Regions from separate parts of the Mus musculus genome. Here regions 2 and 3 are each linked to region 1. Evidence: chromatin contacts called from public ChIA-PET and HiChIP or PLAC-seq data. All regions are on one chromosome and are shown on one strand. The core of a region is the stretch at or near the end of the contact, and the rest is flanking DNA. Distances in the headings are between cores, read along the strand shown. Region 1 has its middle 53 kb from the start of Il12a. Region 2 overlaps Ift80 (intraflagellar transport 80). Region 3 overlaps Ift80 (intraflagellar transport 80).

Region 1 (4,649 bases), core at 892-3,391:
TCTAAGTACGTCATACACAAGTCTTTCATTTCCTAAAATAACTCCAGGGGATAGATATTATTATTAACACTATTTTCCAGAGGAAAGAGTAGGCTTGGTGGTTTAATTAGCTTCCTGAAGCTCACGAGCTGCCTGGTAGATGAGTATGTTTCAGTTGAGGTGGTTTGGCTAGGCTGGCTGGCAAAAAGCTCTCGTCTCCACCTCTTAGTGCTCAGGCTACAGGGATGAATGTACAACCATGCTTGGCTTGTTACATGGGTGTATGGATTAGAACCCAGGTCCACATGCTTGCAGAGAAAGAAATATCTTCCCACTGAGCCATTGTCCTAGATCTAAATCTTGATCTTAGCGATTAAATATATCAGGTATTGACCTAAGTTTATGTCATATGAAAATGAGATCCAAGGTGATAAGAGCTGTAAGTATGTTTCAGTCTCTCAAATGGGATTAACATGTATTTCTAAATGATCAAGCTATTCAAAATATTCTATAATATCTAATGCCCATATCCCTAAGCAAGAACTACAGCCAAATACTGAGTAATCATAATTTCTGTCCATACAGCAACATCTCCCTAGGGCTGGGTTCTGGAACTTGACCAAGAGCAGATTAGAAATTGAAAAGCAGTTCCTTCCCTGTGAGGGAGTGCTGTAGTTGGTCAGAGTTTAAATTATTTGAGTTGTCTTCAAGGTGAACCCACTTCCTGCCAGATTGCAGAGGAAGACTGCCATGGCAGGTGTAAAGAGAAGTCCAGAGCCTCAGTGACTTAAGGAATCTTTGTTGGGGAAAGTTACAAAGTGTGACAACTAGGGAATTGGGCTTGCAAAGCTCTCCACGTATGCAGCCATCTGAGCATATATAGAGGGAGATCAGGAAAGATCCCAGGGGTCCACGCCTCCCTGACCCACAGAGGCCACGCCTCCCTGACTCACAGAGGCCAGAGCCTTGCAAGTAAGATTCAGGGGGTTAGATGGGGGCACCCGTGGGCATGTGAGGGCTTCCCAAAGCAGATAAGAACGCTGTCCAGGGTAATGTCGCTCTGGCCCAAGGTCAGGTTGACTCTGAGTCTCACAATTGTTGGTTAGTACGGTTGTATTTTATGAAGTTCCCTTAGAACAAAATTCAGCAATACCATCAAATGACTGATGTGTATTCTCTGTTCTGGATTATTATTATTATTATTATTATTATTATTATTATTATTATTTTGCCTCTGGGACATTTGCAGAAATGGACATTAACAAGAAATGAATTAAATAAACCACTGTCTCTAAATGGAATACAATATAGGTATGAAAAGGTGGCCTGTCTGAGTGGGCTGACTGAGAATTATGTTTGAGAATTATGCCCACACTTTTTGGTGTTCTTTGAAAAGAAATGAAGGATTATGTGGGTTTCTATCCAGCCTTCCAAAAACTGCACCAGGCTGTAAAGCAAAGTTAGGTGTGGAGATTTAACCAGCGTCTGGTGAGTCATCCTTTTCTGTAGTTGCCTTAGTTGCCAGAGCCACTACAGGAGTGAAAAAATAAGTATTTGTGGGTTTTCTGTTTATGTGTGTGCTTTTTTTTTTTTTAAATTTTAATGGAGACAGGATTTCTCTGTGTATCCCTGGCTGTCTGGAGCTCACTCTGTAGACCAGGCTGGCCATGATCTCAGAGATCTGTCTGCCTCTACCTCCTGAGTGCTGGGATGAAAGGTGTGCGCCACCACCACCCGTGTTTTCATTTTTGAAAGGCCATAAAGGACAGTGTCAAGGATGGGCAAGAGGTGACTAACATAGAGGGTAGCACTTTGGGAAGGTTTTATAGCAGTCCTGGTGAGAAAGAACAATGTCCAGACGGCACTGGTCCTCGGCCTGCCTAGGTGAAGTGTATGGGATTCATTTAGAAGAAGCAACAGCAGGGGCTGGTGGCCACTGCATTTGAACTGGTAAAAGACAATAAAGGTGTCAAATGTAAGTCCCAATGTTTCAGGCTTGAAACATCGCTGGACCTTTTAAGCAAAAACCTCTACAAGCCAGTGGGGATCCTAGGCTTAGAGTGGCAGGAAGTTTAGCCAGCCATAGGGGAGGGAGCAGGGAGACCTCACTACAGCTGGACGGGCAGCTAGGAGCTGGCTTCTTCCTTTGGGCTCATTTAGCCTCCAGTCCTCAGTGGTTTCCAGGGTTTCTTGTTAGAAGGCCATGAGCAGGAACTATTCAGGCACAATCACCTCAACCAAATGCCACAGAAATGGAAAGCGAAACCACAGGGGGCAGACGTAAAAACCAAAGCAAATGCCCTTCTTAGAAACACTTTGTTCGTTTGATTCTTCAGTTTCCATTTGTGCCAATGTAATTAAACAGCGTTCTTTCTTTTCCGAGGAACCTCTTTATCTGACCACAGGGATTTCCCTCTAGAGGAGCAGTAAGACCCTAAGACCTCAGAACACCTAAGGAACCTTCCTGACAATCATCGTGCCAATCCACAATGGGAAATTTGACCTCTGGTCCAGACTACAGGTGTCAAATTCACTCTGAAACCGTGGAGGTCTCCCATTCATGAAACATCCCATTCATGACTATTCAGACTGAAAACAAGAAACCTCATGCTGTGTATGGATGTAGTCATTATTAGTGGCCCAGTTATTTTCCTCTGATTCCAAGGAATTTAAAAAGACAGTCATTTTATTTGGCCAGACTTCCTTTTTTTTTTCTCTTCAAGAATGAAGAAATGGGGGCCAGTGAAATGGTTTACTTAGCAATAGCAGTTTTACCAGTGTGTTTATTTATATAAAACACTTTCACAGAGAAATAAAACATTTCTAAAAATGAAATACAATGATTTTAAGACTGAAATATGAGGAGAAAGAATGGGAACTAAAAATTTCTATATCTTAACAAATAAAAGTATTTTTCTCTAGTTAAATAAGAATTCACATATATGTATATTTACATGTATGTATGTATGTATATGCACATACACACACATACCCAAACACATTTTTTAAAAGTTTGCAGGAGGCAAAATCCAGAGCTTCATTCATGTTCTTCTGCCAAATTACACACTCAATCTATATTTCAAAGTGGATATTATGGTCAAATTACTCTAGCATTCATATCCCACTTGTACATTTAGAAAATAATACACCATTGGCTACATTTAGAAAATTTTGGAAATCATATTATTTGTAATTCTTTAAGCATAGAGTGGAAAGCTTGAGGCCATCTTAACCCTGAAAAGAGTATTGTTTTACTTTGGAGGAGGGAGGCTTTTCAAAGAGCCTAAGAAGTGGTCCAGTGATACAAGTATACACATGTGCCCATCTAATTCATATGGCTGCTGCAGAGTTTTGGGAAATGCCCTTCTTACCCCCTATATATATTTCCCTTTCTGAAAAATAAGAAACACAGGAGCCTGCCTTTCCTTGTTAGGAAAGTTCTGTGATCATATGTGGTAATAAAGCCACGTGAAAAGTCCTAAATTGTTTCCTAGGGCTGAGTTGACCATCTCTGGGAAGTTTCAATGACTTTTTCAGGCTGTAAGAATACTGGCTAGTTCCCCCTAAAAGGTAAATGAAAGATCACCTTATTGTTGCCTCTGCTTTGACCTGACTTCCCATATATTCCAGGAGTGATCAGCCATCCAAACACCAAGAAGCAATCCAACACCATAGGATTAGAATTGTCTCTGCAGAAGGAATCACCTGCCTAGCAAGGCTAACTCCAAAGTTCTACCCTGATGATTAGTCGGAACAACCAAAATGTATATGTCAAGAAGTTGAAACTCCTCTCAGCAGGCTGTGGAAACTCAGGTACTCTATATTCAGAACACTGATGAAGTTCTCAGCATGGCCACTCACGCATATTTGGTTACTTGTGGATGGTTGGTTCATAATACATGTTGCCCCCTTAGCTTGAAAACTGCCTGCTGTTCTATAAGTAACTCATTCCCTTAAACAAATGCTTAACGTTTTGTGATCCATTGATGAAGCACATTAAACTCTGATATCCAGTGTTCCTAATGTACTTCAGAACTAAGTTTGGCTCAAGATTTCATGGAAGATTAAATGCCTTACTAAGGCTTAGGAATGCCTTTGCCTTGAGAAAGATATGGAGTTTGGGGCCAGTGAGATGGTTCAGTGAGTGAAGGTACTCACTGTTAAACCTGGAGACCCGAGTTCAATCCCCATCATCCACACAGTGGAAGGAAAGAACTGAAAATTTGTCCCATGATCTCCCCATCAATACATTGGCAGTCCTGGGTAAAGGACTGCCCCATCCCCACTAAATAATTTTAAAAGTACATATGTAATTTGAAGCAGACATATATGCCTCAGAATTACAAAAGTTCTATGATAAGCTGAGTAGGGAGAAGTAGAACTTCTCTGTGGGATAATTCATTGGAACATTCATTTATTCATTCAGTCCTTCAAATAGCATTTATTTAGCTACTATTAAGTGTCATTTGCTGGAATAGAAATCCAGAAACAAAAATAAATGACCTTTCCTGTGCTCAGGGATCAGGAAAGGCTAAACAATGAATGGAAAATTACTGAAATGGGAAAATGGTGTAAGCAAAGGAGACTAAACAACAGATGGAGGGAAAAAGGAAGGATGGAAGGAAGGAAGGAAGGAAGACAGAAAGACAGCCAGACAGCCATGAAGTTAG
Region 2 (4,649 bases), core at 1,571-4,070, 340 kb before region 1:
TAGGCAAACCACACCTGGGTGTGATGTCTTCCAGAAGCTGCTTTGCTACTATGTTGGCAGTCCCTTCTTTGTAGGGTAGGCTTCTACCCAGCCTGAAAAGATATCTATAAAAACTAGCAAAGACTTGTATCTATATGTTCTGGGTTTTATTTCTGTATAAGCTATTTCCCAATTAGCCCCTGGCCATTGACCTCTGATTCTGGTTCCTGGAGTGGCCCCTTGACCGGGGCCTGAGGAGTTCACAATCTGGTATGTGGCACAACCTGAGATTACCTGGTCAACTAAGTGTCCTAAGTCAAATATTTTGTAGCTTGTACAGCAGTTCCTTCAGTTTTCCGTGACCCCGGTGTGAAGCTTGGTGAGTCTGATGGATGTATGGCTTAGCAAACTCCTTAGGTAGGACGGTGCAGCCTTCGGAGGTCAGCAACCCTCTGTCTCTTCTGTAAACTCCTTGGCATTTTGCCTGATGTCATTTGTCTTCAGCGGTATATTCCGGAATGGCTGGGAGCACAGGGTGCAGCAAAGCTACCAGGTTGTCAGCAGTAGAAGTTTGGGCTTTATCAGCTAGCCTGTTCCCTCAGGCTATTTCTCGTCCCTTTCTGATGCCCAGAGCAATGAATTATTTGAGAGGAAGCCATAATGTCTCCAATAAAGCAAGTATTCCTTCTTTATTTTTGATGTTTTTTTCCCTTTGCAGTCAATTATCCCCTCTCTTGGTATACGGATCCATGTAATGTACGTGAGCCATAGCAAAGGCATATCTACTGTAGCTATGGCTCCCTTTGTCAGTTTTAAAGCCTGAGTTAGAGCCGTTAGTTCTGTTTTCTGGGCTGAAGTTTCTGGTGGCAAAGCAATTGCCCAAATAACAGAGTCCAAGTCCATTACCTCCACCCCTGCACACCCGATTCCATCTGGGTAAAGCTGCTCCCATCTGTGAAGTAGATACGTTCCACATCTGGCCAGGGTATGTCAGTTAAGTCTGGCCTGGTATTCTGGGTGTGCCTCAGAACTGTGGAGCAACCATGCTGACTGCCTTGCCCTGTAACAAAAGAAAACAACGCACCAGAAACCCTGAGTGGGACAGGAGGAGGAAGTGATTATCCGTGAGGAACGTGCTCTAGTTCGTTGTGAGAGAAGAGGAAACAGGAGGAGATTGGGACTTGTAGAGGGTGGCCAGTGAGGCTGTTTCTGAAAGGTCCTTTGTTAATGAGGGTAGGATTTAAGAGAAGCACTGAGGCGGCCATTGGGGGAGGCGTGGGGCATAGTTCTAGGAGGGGCTGAGCAGGGTGGCTTCCCTGTAAGAGATAGAGGGTGGGTACCCTGTAAGAGATAGAGGGTGGCTACCCTGTAAGAGATAGAGGGCCAGAGGAATAAGAGATTCTGGTGGAGCAATATAGAGTTTGAGTTTTTAGGTATCTTTGGGGGAAATGGAAATGTGTTGAAGATCAGAAATAAAGGCTAAAATTTAACTTGGGAGTGGTTACATAGGTAAAGATGAAGTCATATGGAAGTGGGGAGGTAGAACCTGAGGAAACAAATGCTGTTATTTAAGTTTTTGTTTTGTTTTTTATCTTGACCCAGTGACACATATAAGTGAGTTGCTTTGCTGGAATGAGGCCCACTTGATTATCTGTCTTTTGCAAGTAGAGTGAAAGCAAAATGTGGTTTGTTTTTAATTTAATTTAGGTTTTTTTTTTTAAATTTACTCACTTTACATTCTGCTTACTGCCCCCTCCTGGTCACCCCTCACACATTTCTTGCCCCCTTCCCTTCTCTGAGCTGGGGCGGGGTGGGGGTGGGGGGCTAGGTATCCCCCCATCCTGGCATTTTAAGTCTCTGTGAGGCTCAGCACTTCCTTTCCCACTGAGGCCAGACAAGGCAGCCCATCTAGAAGAACATATCCCACATACAGGCAACAGCTTTTGGCATAGCAAACCCCCTCCCCCCACCTGGTTCCAGTTGTTTGAGACCCCCATAAAAACCAAGTTGCACATCCAGATGAGTGGAAATGTGATTGTTTTGACAGGATCTTGCAGAGTGACCCGCTTGTCTGAAGGCCGTGCGTGCTGGGATTACAGGTGTAGGCCACTGTTGCTTAGCTGGCAAATTAGTTCTTGAGTGCTTTCTACTATGAACAGCAAAGAAGCGAATGTTGACAGTTTACAAAGCCTTTGCTAGTGCACTGGTAAACAGGGACTGTTCAGTTAGTGCTAGGCTCCATTTTACGTATTTCCATCCACTCTGTAAATCCATATTAAAATCTAGGCAAAGACAGCCACTGTATCACATTAGCGAGTATTTTGTTTCTAATACATCTTTTAGTAACAGAAAAACAACACTTTTAGGGGATACTGTTATGGTATGAATGTGAAAAACATGGTACGTTTGACCAGGTACTTCCTTAAAACAATGGAAATACATTTTCTCAACTCCTCTGTGGTTTAAAATGCTTTCAAGGGTTGAAAGAATTTAGATAATTTGTTTTACAGAGAGATAAGGGTCTGACATTTAACACAACCCAGGTGCATGTGGTTTCTTAAAAAATGTCAAAAAGATCACATGACTTTAGTGTACTAAGTCAGAAAAACAAGCTCGTGAATGTTTTAACTGAAATGGAGCATAAAAATTTCCTTAACAAAAAGCCAGAATTTATTACAAAATGATTATGTATTTCTATTTTTGTTAATGATAAAATTAATAACATCTTGTTACATACTTTACTAAATTCTTATTTTAAAATAACTCCATCTGCAGCCTAACTGTATTCTTGTTCTACTCTGCAAACTGAAATACAGCATGGATAGTGCTTTACTTGTTTGTTTTGTGACAGCGTCTTGATAGAGAGCCCTGGCTGGCCTTGAACTTGGAACAGACCCTTGCTACACTCTTAAGTGTTTAGCTCACACACAGGCACTACCACACCTGGCTAACTCATGCTTTAATATGTATGTTTTTAACAGTGGTTTAATATTATGAATTTGTCTCAAATGCTAGTAAGAGAGACTTATCATGAATCATTTTCTCTGTAAAGCTGTTCATCTGCCTTAATAAATGCTGTCTATCCAAAGCACCCACACCTTAGCTAATGTCTGCTTGAAGGAATGTGGCTTAAAGGCTTGTTTGTAACAAAGAAACTACATGTTTCACTTTCTTTTTTTTTTTTTAAAGATTTGTTTATTTATTCATTTTTTTTATATGAGTACACTGTAGTTGTCTTCAGACACACACCGGAAGAGTGCATCGGACCCCATTGCTGATGATGGTTGTGAGCCACCATGTGGTTGCTGGGATTTGAACTCAGGACCTCTGGAAGAGCAGTCAGTGCTCTTAACCACTGAGCCATCTCTCCAGCCCCCATGTTTCACTTTCTCAGCTTGCTTTGTTTTATTCTCTAAATCACCTTTCTGAAACACTATTACTATTTAAAAAACTGTACAGGCAGGAAATAAATTGTCTCCCTGTCCTCACATGGTGGGTGAGTATTCGGAAGGGAGGTCTGTAAACAAGGAAATGGTGATACAGCCACCTTAAGAGGCCCTCAGCTCAAAAGCCAAGGGAGGAGGAGGGTGAACACATCCCAGGTCCACATCCTACAGCACAGCTAAAGGCCCAGAGTCACATCCTGTGCAACTCAATGGGAGCTGGCACTACAGAATTATTTCTGTCTACAACTCAGCAAAGTATACTCTTACTGACAGTTGTGAGTGTATGATAATTTATAAATTAAAATATATTAATTTCCCCTTTGCACAAAATATAAGTATAATAATGGAAATTAGAAAGCACATACTAGTTTTCTATAATCCTAACTACATTCTTTGTTTTAATTTAAATGTTTTGAGAATTTTATACATGAGTATAGTACATTTGCTTCATTTCTTCCCTGATCATCTACCCTCCCCTACTCCTCCCACACCCCCTCCTTTGAAGTCATGACCTGTTCTGTAATTATTCTTAGTTTTGTTTTTTACGTTTTGTTTCTAACAGTGTCTCACTGTACACCATTGGCTGATATCAAACTCAATATGTAGATCCAGCTGGCCTTGAACTCACAGAGATCTGCCTGCCTGTAACTTCAGAGTCCTGGTAATAAAGGCATATATCGCCTTCATGTGTGATGTTGTTGTTGCTGTGTGTATACAAAATGTACTGTTGTGTTTGTACACAGCCTACTGAGTTCCTTTAGGATTGCTTATATGCCAATCACTCCAGACTGCATAACTATCAGAGGCTCCTTTCTGCAGAAAATGTATTTTTCCTCTCAACAGCCATTGCCCGTCTTGTAGCTCTTCATTTAGGGGTAGGATGTGATGAAATTTTTCCTCATCCACATTGGCATGTGGACTGGTTGGTATACAGGTGTAGACTACCATACTGTTTAGACTTCATGGCTGCAGTCATGTCTAGAAGACAGTATTGTCCATTAGGTGTCCTGATCCTCTGGCCCTTACCGTCTTCCTATCTCCTCTTCTCTAATTTTGTCTTGGCTTTTGTCCTTTTTTTTTTTTTAATTTTTTATTATATATTTTCTTTATTTACATTTTAGATGTTATCCCCTTTCCTGGTTTCTCCTCTGACAACCCCCTATCCCCATCCCCTCCCCCTGCTTCTTTAAGGGTGTTCCCCCACTCACTCACCTACTCCTGCTT
Region 3 (4,649 bases), core at 1,605-4,104, 320 kb before region 1:
AGGCTAATTCTCCCTGCGGGACATTGATTGGGAAACTGAGGCTTGGTGAATAAGTAGTTCTCCAAGGAGACAAGGTTTTCAGGCAAGAGGAACTTCTCGTGTCTCCAAATGTGAAAGAGTACAGCAGTTTTTGTGCAGTCAGTAGACCTTGCATAGGATATTATCAGGGGTTGATATAGACAAGTTATTCACCAAACATGCCCGCTAGGCTGTATGGAAGAGGATAGTTTAGACCTTGAAGATGTAATGCTTTTCTGTGCAGCCCTCAGGGATTGCTGCAGAGTGAGAAAGGCAAGGCTAAGATCAGAGTGTCTTTCTCCTGCAGCCAGAGACAGCCCCATGTTGACTTGGCTTACTGTGAGAGCATCTGCTCTGAGGTTTTGAACCTCTGGCAAAGTGAAGTTAAAAGCCAGCATGGTGTGCTAGTGTCTATAAAGCATCAGGATGGAGGTAGTAACACACTGGGGCTCAAATATTGGAAGTACTGCGGTGATAGCAAAGTAACAGTGATCTAGAGAATGGTAAGCCAAGCCAAGTCACAGGGTCATAGGCTACACAGACAGAGCTTAGCACGGGGCAGCAGTCTGGACTCTAGTGGGGGGACAAGGGTAAGTTACTGATTTTTAGAAGTGACCTATAAGAGATTGGACATTTTGAAATAGAGGTCATTTTGACTCTGAGGTCAGTGTGGGGACAGATTAGAAACGAGATAGAAGAGAAGCAGAGTGCCTAGGCTGTTGGTCTGAATAATGGAGTAGTGCGGAGAGCTGTCAAGGAGTTGGTTCAGGAGAGACGTCTTTGCTATTTGGGAAGAGCCATGAATTCCTTGAAGATAACCCCCTAATATGATGTAAATTGAATATGACATAATATGACATAAATTACTCTAACTTTTTGTTATTTTGATTGATACTTTGTTTGAACATTACAATAATCAAGTTACCCAAATTTAGTGTACATGAGCGCTCTTTGGGTGTTGCTAAAAGGTATGTTCTTGGGCTCTATATTTTAAATTTTATTTTATCTTTTACATTTATTTATTTACTTATATTTATTTTTTTATTTTTTGAGATGGGGCTTCTTTGTGTAGCCTCGGTTGTCCTGGAACTAGCTGTGTAGACCAGATTGGCATTGAACTCACAGAAATACACCTACCTCTGCCTGCTGAACTCCGGGATTAAAGGTGTAGACCACCGCCTCCTGGCTATGAAAGTTTTAAAAGGACTTTTTAAAAAACGATTTGTTTTTTATTTCATGTGCATTGGTGTTTTGTCTGTGTGAGGGTGCCAGATGTCCTGAAAGTGGACCTACAGACAGTTGTGAGCTGCTATGCACGTGCTTGAAATCGAACTCAGGTCTTCTAAAGAGTAACGAGCACTCTTAACACCAGCACTCTTAACTGCTCGAACCATCTCTCTAAGCCCCTTAAGAAGTATTTTCAAGTAGCCTACTAAGCCCAGTTTGTACTGTTCCTATACTGAGGGTTTGGGCGGCTGTCCTCTGCAGCGTGGTCAGCCTCCGGGGGCTCCATTCACAAAGAAAATGGACTCTCCCCGCCTAGAAGCATCGGTGGAAGTGGCTCCTTAGCTAAAGTGGGAGTCCATGAGCCCTGCATGCAGGTTGGAGTGTCAGTTGGCTTGCTCTTCTGCAGACCTATCTTGTGTAGATAACCACAATTGCCTTGTGCCCATTAATGCAGTTGTCCAAGAAGGACTAGAAGACACTGCTGCACTCCAGTCTTCCCCAACTTCTGGCTCTTACAGTCTTTTTGTCCCCTATTTCACAACGGTCCGGAGCCTTTGGGGAAAGGAGTGTTACACAGCTGTCCCATTTGTGGCTGGGCACACCACAGACACTTTCTTCATGTTAGTTAACCAGTTGTGAGTTTCAGCATTAACTGCATGACGAAACTTCTCACAGGAGGTCTCAGAGCTGCACAAAAACAGTTGATGGGTCTAAAGATTTAGGGGGCAGCTTGATGTCTGTTTAGTGGAATAATAAGCTTCCCACTAAGGCCTTTGAGTCCAGAACTGTGGGCTCTTGGAGCCCTAATTGTAATGTGCTTAAGTGAAATCTTACCTTAGGCTTAGACTCTTTCTTGTTCTGGTCATTTTTGTGTAGGGGTTGCTTGAGCGTGCTCCTTGGTCTTGAATACCTAGTTGTCAAGAATCCCCTTTCCCAGCTCCACCTCTTCATGATCTTATTTCCGATCAGAAGGAGGCTGGAAGCTGCTGCTTTGTGGCTCTTAGTGCGGACCGTGGGCCCAGGGCAGCTTTTACAGTGCTGATTGGGAAGTACTTGCTGTGTGATTTTTTTTCCCCCTCCCCTGGAGAAACACAAAACAAACATCTACTCACCCCAGATGACAGTGTAAACAGACCAAGGAAAGGATCCACCCAGGTCGGTCTTGCTTAGCCAGTGAGTTCACTGGAGTTACTTACGGGAGTGTGCTATGGGTGGTCCTCTTCTAGCTTGTCTTTGGTCCATGCATTTGTTTTCCTCCCTTCCCTTCCCTTGTCCCTGTTTAGGGATAAACTCTGGCCAGGGTTGTGGCCAGCCTTTGTGGGGCTGGGGCTTTGTGCATGTCTAACAAGCACTCTGCCAGCTCTGCTCTGAACCCTGCCTATAGCAGTTGACGTTGATAGATACTGTGCACGCATGCTGAGTTTGTATAACATATACCTCAGGTTTATCATAGTAGTATTCTAGCAAAATGAGGAATGAGCATCTGTGAGTAGGAAGCTGATTGGCAGTTGTTCTGTTTTCCTAAAATGCATTGCCTGCAGCTCGTTAAGAATGTGAAAGGAAGCTTGTGCTTAACCGAAAAGGTCTGCCTGCCTGCCTGCCTGCCTGCCTGCCTGCCTTCCTTCCTCAAATGGCTACCAGCAGTCAATTGAGTGAGGGGTGGCAGATGAAGGAGGGAGTAGACTGATCCCAAAGAAACCTAGGAAAGAGGGGAAGAGAGATAAAGAACAAGGGCTTTAGTGGGCTCTCATTTTTCCTGAGGAATCCATCGTTTATACCATACAAGCCAGCGTCAGACACACATGAGGAGACCAGGGAAGATAGGCAGCATCTGTCGATGGTGGCTTGTGGGTGATTCACAAACTGGAGAGGCCACATCAGAGTTCCTGATGGTGGTGCTTTGGTGTTACGGGAGTGCCCCAGGCACAGCCAGCTGGGCAGAGGTTGGATGGTAGCCGTTGTCTTTCTGTTTGGCTATGTCAGGTCATTGGCTGACTGTTGAATACCACAGTGAAGACTTCAGTTACCAGACAGGAGAGGAATAGTCTCTGGGCTAACAGTCTGGAAAAGTCTCTAAATGGGCAGGTGACTGCTGTTCCTATCAGGCAAGTACACAGACTGAATCAGGAGTCTGTTTTCCAGAGTTATTCACATGGTGGTATTGAAATATCCAGTTTTTAAAAGAAAAGAAAAAATGAGTTTTCAAAACACAAAAAACCCTCAAGATATAAGACATACTAAAAAGTGGAATACAATGGCCCATTCTTAGGGGGAAAAAAGGTGACAAAAACCATTCCTAAGATATCCAGCACTGAGCCTGTTACACAGAGGCCATGTGCTCAAAATAATTAAAGAAATGTTGATAAATCAACAGAAACATTTTGAGACAGTGAGCCTGGGTCCATTGTGTAGTGCTTGTTGACTAGACTGGTCTCGGACTGAGCGAGCTCTGCCAGGCTCTGCTCTCCGTGTGCTCGGATTAAAGGCACACAACACCCAACCAAAGGAACCCAATTAGAAGTCTGAAGTTAAGTAGAAATACTCCAGAACTCCGAAATACTATCTTTTCAGTAACAAGTTTTATGCATCTAAAATTGACAAAGCAATACATTTTTGACTCCCCAGAAAATGTGAAAATGGCCTTCCTTTGTAGCACATGGATAGAAGCATTATCCACTTTAGGTTTTCTCAAGTATAATTTGACACTTTGACACAGCTGTTATGCATTCAAGAAAATATAAAATGTTCGCTGATATCAAGCAGGTGTGGTCCTTGCTGCCCATCCTGATGACCTGACTCGGATCCCCAAGACCCACATGGCAGAGGGAGAGAATCAACTCAGTTGTCTTCTCCCCTCCACGGGAGCACCATGTGTGCACACCAAAATAAATAAATAAAAGAACAAAAAGTTAAGCCAGGAAAGAGCATTACTTTTAGCTGTTTATGTATATGTGTGTATCTATGTGTGTGTATGCCACATGTGTGTGGGAGCCTGCAGAGGCCAGAACACTATACTGGGTCCCCTGGAGCAAGACAGTTACAAGCAGTTGTGAAACCAAATGTTCTTAACCATTGAGGTATTTATTCAGCCTGAGATAGCATTATTTTAAGTTAAATGATCAAGAAATGCAAAAATATATATGCCAAGAAAATGAACATTACTGGGTGATCAGTAAAATAAATCATGGTATAAATGAATTGCTTGTGGAATAAAATTTAATTTTTTGCTTTCGTATTTTTCTAGGTTCTATAATAAACTTTATTTTTATCTTTTATTTTTATATTTATTTTTTTATTTTATCTTATAGTTTAACTTTATTTTTATCTTTGATATCTAAAAATGTGATTCAAATTAACATAGTAATTTTAAGTAAACATTCAGAATGTGTTAATGAATTATACTA

What was found. ChIA-PET counts read pairs in DNA pulled down with a chosen protein or histone mark. HiChIP or PLAC-seq counts read pairs in DNA pulled down with a chosen protein or histone mark.
Region 2: an RNA polymerase II ChIA-PET map of memory CD8 T cells shows a contact between it and region 1, with 107 read pairs. The contact joins two enhancer-like sites. A contact is called at or near these places in 1 of 484 Hi-C or Micro-C datasets (liver) and 1 of 115 datasets of contacts at active chromatin or transcription factors (memory CD8 T cells).
Region 3: a contact with region 1 is called in an H3K27ac HiChIP or PLAC-seq map of the HPC-7 cell line, with 7 times the contacts expected there. The contact joins two enhancer-like sites. A contact is called at or near these places in 24 of 484 Hi-C or Micro-C datasets (B cells, the C2C12 cell line, CD4 T cells and 17 more) and 1 of 115 datasets of contacts at active chromatin or transcription factors (the HPC-7 cell line).

What each region holds. Positions count from the first base shown.
Region 1 is chr3:68,635,688-68,640,336 of GRCm38.p6, reverse strand. No RefSeq gene overlaps it. Among named protein-coding and RNA genes, the nearest start is that of Il12a, 53 kb to the left of the region's middle. Within about 2 kb of position 2,141, at least 45 of the 459 cell types and tissues checked have an H3K27ac peak or open chromatin away from gene starts, as enhancers often do. A contact at or near this core is called in the HPC-7 cell line, Th2 cells and memory CD8 T cells, where this site is marked.
Region 2 is chr3:68,972,687-68,977,335 of GRCm38.p6, reverse strand. All of the region lies in intron 5 of Ift80 (intraflagellar transport 80), which reads left to right. Among named protein-coding and RNA genes, the nearest start is that of Ift80, 30 kb to the left of the region's middle. Within about 2 kb of position 2,820, at least 37 of the 459 cell types and tissues checked have an H3K27ac peak or open chromatin away from gene starts, as enhancers often do. A contact at or near this core is called in memory CD8 T cells, where this site is marked.
Region 3 is chr3:68,954,791-68,959,439 of GRCm38.p6, reverse strand. The region is part of intron 8 of Ift80 (intraflagellar transport 80); the gene reads left to right. Among named protein-coding and RNA genes, the nearest start is that of Ift80, 47 kb to the left of the region's middle. Within about 2 kb of position 2,854, at least 47 of the 459 cell types and tissues checked have an H3K27ac peak or open chromatin away from gene starts, as enhancers often do. A contact at or near this core is called in the HPC-7 cell line and Th2 cells, where this site is marked.